Linked DNA regions of Mus musculus: region 1 is linked to region 2. The links are chromatin contacts, called in public Hi-C maps. All regions are on one chromosome and are shown on one strand. Each heading gives the region's core, a stretch centred on a gene start, on an enhancer-like site or on the middle of the called end of the contact. The rest is flanking DNA. Distances are from core to core; before and after follow the strand shown. Region 1 overlaps Wdr19 (WD repeat domain 19). Region 2 has its middle 21 kb from the start of Gm31889.

Region 1 (2,975 bases), core at 173-2,672, 350 kb after region 2:
AGCTTTGAAATCTCCTTCCTCACACGTACATACACAGGCTCCCTGCAGTCTCTCACCTCTGCCCCATGTAGTCTAAGCACCATCAGTGTAATCCCAAGCCGGGCTTCCCTGCATCCCGTGACATAGTGCACAGTGCTCCAGCCTCCAGTGTCTCTGCCGCTAAGTCATCCTTTTGCTCCCCTAGTAGAACTCACTCTGCCCAAGGCAGACAGGGAGTACAGTGTCCAAAGAAGAGGCACTGGGGTTGAGGTGACCGTGAGCGCTGGATCATCTGCATCTTGCCTGAAGGAGCGGGTGCTGCTGCAGACTATAAACTGGCAAACGGCTGCCATTCAGGAGGCCTCGCACCACAGGGCCCAATCACAGGAGCCTTCAAGAGAAACAGAAGTCTAAGTCTCCCTACTTCAAGAGGCCCAAATATTTGCAGAATACCTCACTGACCAAGGAAAACACGTCTGCGAATGCGGCCCACAGGCTGCCAGTTTGCCATTTTTAGAAGATGTCCAGACTCCTTACCTGACACGCAAGCTAATTCCCCACTGGCTGGCCAGCCTGGGCATCCCACGACGGCCTCCAGCTGTTTCTGTGAAAGTATGCCTCACTAGACACTTGCAGCAAGGCCTCTGCCAGCCTCACCCTCGTGTTTCCTCAGTGACTACCCCAGACCTCTTTATTCTGCATATCTTTGTCCCTCTGTGACCTTCATGTCACCCCACACACAACCTTCTTTCCTCCTCAGAACACCTAAAACCAACTTCCCACATAGCCCTTTGTCTTGTGCGTTTCTTCATAGGTGTGTGCTTATGAAAAGGACAGGACTGTGTGACTGTCACCTGCTGGCACCTATCACCTCAGAGTGCATCTAACAGAAAAGGGGGTCCATGTCAGGCAGCTCCTGCTCTTCTTCAGACCCCAGCCCAGCCCATGAACAAGCGAGGGTGCCCATAAATGTTAAATGAAGGGACTAGGGACTCAGCCCTAAGCACCTGTCTGGCTTCGTGAGAGGCACACATAAGACAAAAGAGTGAATTAAATCATTAAACCTTCCCAGGGAGGAGAACACATTTTACATTTTCTGTTTACCATAAATCAGAACTAGACTCTTCAGAAGGTTCTCTGGATCCTTCCGCTTTGACAAACTAGACTCAGCCTTTGAAGTAGATCTGCCAGCGTGGTGGCACATGCCTTAAATCTCAGCATTTAGGAGACAGAGGCAGGCAGGTCTCTGTGAGGTCACAGCTTGGTCTGCACAGTGAGTTCCTGGCCAGCCAGTGAAAGAGACACTGTCCCACAAAACCAGGCCGAAGACCCAGAGCTGTGCAGACCCCTGGTTGAGATCAGAGCACTGTTGTAAAAGCTGACTTTCCCAGCTCTCAGGGCCTGACAAATTCTGGCTGCTGTCCATTTCTCATTTTAGGCACTAAAGCACTTCCTGAAATGCCCAAGCTCAGAAGATAATGTGGCAATAGAAATGGCAATCGAAACTGTAAGTAAATTCAGAATCGAAACTTTGAAGAATGCCAGTAGTTTGTTGTTGTTTGTCTGTGTCCTTGAAGGAGGCAGGAATGTAGCTCAGTTGGTGAGTGTATTCAGGAGGCCCTAGATTCAGTCCCCAGACTGCTTGGTGGTATATGCCTGCAATCCCAGGAGGCGGAGAGAGAAAGATTCAGGATTATCCTCTGCTACATAGTGAGTTCGAGGCCAGCCTGGGTTATTTGAGACCCCTGTCTTAAAACCAAACAGAAATGTCCAAATACATGGAAAAATTTACCAAACTGAATAACAAACTCCTTCTGCTGACACACAATCCTTATTCACAGCCCCACCCTCTTTCCTAAATTGTTTTCAGGCAAACAAGTTTTATCCTTTCCTATCAGGACACACTATCCGAGTCGTGAAGAACCTGAAGGCCGTCCTTTGGGTAGAACTTGCTTGTAGTAAATGTGACAAATGCTGCTCCATTTCCCCTAAGCCCTAAGTCTGCAGCTCTCACACTGGGGAAGGAGAAGGTCAGACTGGATTGCAGGAGCTTGCTGGACAGCCAGCCTGGCTAGAATGGCAGCTTTGGGTGTAGTCAGAGACCCTGTCTCAAAAACATAAGGTGAAGGACAATAGAAGAACCTGACATTGCCATTGGCATGTGCCCACACACATGCATATATGTACACACACATGCATATACACACATGTATATGTACACACATGCATATATATACACACGTGCATATGAACACACATGCACATATATACACACGTGCATTTACATAAACATATATATATATACACACACAAGTATATATATGCATGCATGCACCACACACACACACCAATGTTTGAGTTCAGATTCTCAGATTAAGATGGTGTTGTGTCCCTGAAACTAGGATTATAAAACAGTTGTGACCTGCCTGATGTGGGTGCTAGGAATTAAACTGGAGTCCTCTGGAAGAACAGCAAATGCCCCTCAATGTTTTATTGAAGCATCCAAGAAGTACATTCTCTGTGTCTATACAAAGAGAAAGAGCATACTTTGATACAAGCAGCTAAGAAAAGCTATACCATCTAAGGATCTAATTGAGGAAGACTACACACCAATGAAAAAGGACTCCAGGCTAAATTGTGTTTCATGTTGTTAGGTTTTTTTAATTCCATTTCCTTAGCAGAAAGTTGTTTGATCTTCAGCCCCCACTCCCCCTCCCTGCAGAGTTTAAGATGCAGAATTTGATGAGGTTTCTCTCTTATGAAACAGGTGGGCCAGGCCAAAGATGAACTGCTGACCAATCAGCTGATCGACCACCTGATGGGGGAGAGCGATGGCATGCCAAAGGTACAGGAGATTCTGCAGGGCGGGTGCCTGTGCCCTAGTCTTGTCTTCTCTGGTCTTCTGTTCACCTGTCCTGACTTGACACACTTATACAAGTGTCACCCGGAAAGTAGCCACAGCCATGTTAGAAAGTGCCATAAATGCCAGAGTGGAC
Region 2 (3,245 bases), core at 479-2,978:
TGTTGGATCTTGTTCCTGGTGTCCAGCTCTTGGATCTTGTTCCTGGTGTCCAGCTCTTGGATCTTGTGGCACAGGATCAGAAAATGCAGTTTGGAAAAAGAGTGGAAATCTGAGCTCTGCAATTGATAGAGGAGGTTGTAGGATAAATCCAGTGTGGTTGTGGCTGGAGTCACATCTCGGGGAACCTTCCTTAAAGCCATGTTAGAGAAGTTGGAGATCAGTCCCCTTTCACCTGTCGGCCTTGGAGCCCAGGCTTCTGTTGACATCAGGATGTTATAAAGTGTATGGATGCCGCTGCTGCGTCTCATTGTGTTTCCAAGGAGTCTAGCTTGCAGAGTAGTTTAAAAATAAGAGCTCTCTGTTGTTTTAGTTCACATTTCTGTAATGACTCACCACAGGCTGAGGAGAGCTCTGGTATAACAGTTTCTCTTCACAGTTGTGTAGTAAGAAGACAAGATGATGAACGGGCTGGTTGATTGAGCTCCTCGTGAGGGTCCCTTCTGCTTCACACAAAGGAAGGGAGAAAAAAGAAAAGTGGAGGGGAGAAGATCTGATGGAAGGAAGTTGTGGATCTTCTGTACAGCTGTGAAATGCAGGTAGTCTTTTAGTTGGATAATCCCTACATTGTATACAAAATTTAGTTACTCGTATTGATGATATAATTCTTATATTTTATATGCTTTTGTTCCTGGTAAGACCTCTCAAATATCTTGGAGGGAAAATTAATTCTGGTGAAGTCTCCATTTCTTAAACACATGACTGTCAATGATCTAAGATGCCTCCAGGGTACTATATACAGTAAAGTATTATGGCATGCTAATAAGTACTTTAATATCTTTAATCCTTTAATTATCTTAAAAAGTCAGTTTAGTTCCTGGCAGACTTTCAAACCATTATATATGTAAGGGTAACTTTTCTGCATCTATTTCAAAATAATCCCAGAATGCCAGTTCTTAACTTGCCTAGAGGAGTAACTACTGCTCAAATGGTTGTGTCTATGACAATATCTAGTGTGAAACTATGAAGTTTCACTTTCTTTCCATTTCCTTAAGACTATATATTAAGTATTGGAAGATCTCTTGGGTTTAGCAAGATGGTTTATCAAGTAAAGCCATGTGCATCCTAGCCTGAAGACCCGAGTTCGAACCCCAGAGACTCTACTTTCACCTCCATATGTGTACTATGACACAAAACACAGACATAATAAATAAGTGGAAAAGAGAAATAAATTAAGAAAAGATTGATCGTGCCACTTCTATCTGAACAATAATTCCCATGCATTCAGTATCTCTTTTCAAGTTTTTTTCTCTTATAGATTATCATAGACAAGAGTGAGCTGAGATACATGGTGCACCACTTTTAAGGGTTTGAGAAATAACTCAGTCATCAAGAGGAGTAATGTTTAAGTCGAAGTGAATGTAAAATCTATATTAAGTAAGCGTCCAAATTTTTCACAAAGACAGAGTTGGTACCCTGGTTTCCTCAAAGCCCTCAGGCTTGGTTTGGTTTGGCATGAACACTGGGTGGAAAGAGGCCACTTCACTGCTTTCCTCTCCCAGAACTTACTTTAAGCTTCTAGATCTGAGAGCCATGGCTTTAAAACAAAAACCCACAGCACCTCCTGCCCTGCTGCTTTGTTTGCCATCCCTTGGGCTAGGATGCCAGCTTCCATCTCTTGTTGGATGGTTCCTCCTGCTCAGTACCACAACCCGATGAGCTATAGCGAGAGAGGAAGCAACTCCGGCTGAACTTCTCTTAATTTAAGACATAAAAGGTTCTTGTCTCTCAGGCAATGCGTATGCATGGTGGCATCTCATTCAAACATTTTAAGAGTAAGGCATAAACATTATATTATTGCTGTTGTCCTATGGAGGATTAAATCAGGACCACAGATGTGCTAAGCACACGCTGGACCACTGAACTCTGACACTCCGCTCAACATAAGGCTTCCTGAAAGATGTATCAGTAAGTAGGTAGTATGTATTGTTACTGCTTTGAGGCTATTGATACTATGTTGCAAACAGTTGAAAAGCAGAGAAAGTTCTCCATTGACGGCTATGATGTAAAAGTCCAAACCCAAAGACACTGCTCAGCAGCAGTTGATAGTTTGCCAGAAAGACCTCATCCTGAGTCATTTCCCCTTTAATAATTCCAGTAAATGGAGAAGGGCTTAAAAACCCACCAAAGAGTGAATGATCTTGCAATATAAGAGTAAGAAAGACCACTTTCTAGTGTTTCTATGCGTCTGACATGGTGCCTGTGCTCTTCATACAACATCTTACTCAGTCTTCTCAACAACCCTGACAAAATGGTGCCCAATATTAATTACTCTTATTTTTCAGATCTAGGAGCTAAAACTCAGAGATTAAGTTATGTTCCCAGGGCAGCCTAGAAAGTAGTGGAGCAGGGGTTTCAATCCATATTTGTTTGGTCCCTTCTGGGTGGCAGTAATCCCAGCACTCGGGAGGCAGAGGCAGGCGGATTTCTGAGTTCGAGGCCAGCCTGGTCTACAGAGTGAGTTCCAGGACAGCAGGGCTATACAGAGAAACCCTGTCTTGAAAAACCAAAAACACAAAAAAACATCAAATCCTAACCCAAAGCACTCTCAATCTCTAAAGCATCGGCTGTTGGAAGCCAACCTGCAGTTCACATGGACCAGGTTTCACCTGGGAGGCAAGCCAGGGCTAAAAAGAGAGGGGAACTAGGCAGTCAAGAGAAAAATGGAGCTAAGTCAAGATTCCTGATCAAAGCTCAAATGTTTAATGGCAAATGCGCTTATAAAGGTGGTGGTGGTGGGGGAGGCCCATTCCCACCAATCCATTCTTGGAGCCCAGCTGCAGGATAGGGTGTAGTCTCCGGAATAGCTCAGTGGCCTCCCAGCAGGTAGCAGTGTCTTGAAGGAGAACAGTGGCAGTGGCTGAACAATAGAGTGATCTAGTGAGGAAGGCTCCACCCTAGGTAATCTCCTTAGTGGCAGCAAGGTCAAGGTCTGGCTCAGCCTGCTTCAGGCTGGGTGGGGGTTTACAATCCTTTTGCTGTGCTGACCAAGGTGGGCTCCACTCACCTGGCCAAGGCTCCTTCCTCTCACCCCAGTGTCTTTCTGAGTTTCAATATGCTGCCATCATGGGATTCTCTGCTGTCACACATCAGAGAGACTTTGCCTGCATGTAAATCGTAATTACTTTACAAGCCCAGCTTGGGTAGTCCCAAATTCCTGGATGTAACCCAAATACTACGGCAAACCC

What was found. A called contact is a pair of places that touch in the nucleus more often than the background predicts.
Region 1: a contact with region 2 is called in a Hi-C map of bone marrow-derived macrophages, with 15 read pairs. The contact joins two enhancer-like sites.

The regions. Positions count from the first base shown.
Region 1 is chr5:65,246,044-65,249,018 of GRCm38.p6, forward strand. It overlaps Wdr19 (WD repeat domain 19), which reads left to right. Exons shown (of 37, transcript NM_153391.2): 28 at 1,418-1,486; 29 at 2,747-2,824. Among named protein-coding and RNA genes, the nearest start is that of Wdr19, 48 kb to the left of the region's middle. Within about 2 kb of position 1,423, at least 27 of the 459 cell types and tissues checked have an H3K27ac peak or open chromatin away from gene starts, as enhancers often do. A contact at or near this core is called in bone marrow-derived macrophages, where this site is marked.
Region 2 is chr5:64,898,688-64,901,932 of GRCm38.p6, forward strand. It overlaps the pseudogene Gm21011. Among named protein-coding and RNA genes, the nearest start is that of Gm31889, 21 kb to the left of the region's middle. Within about 2 kb of position 1,729, at least 13 of the 459 cell types and tissues checked have an H3K27ac peak or open chromatin away from gene starts, as enhancers often do. A contact at or near this core is called in bone marrow-derived macrophages, where this site is marked.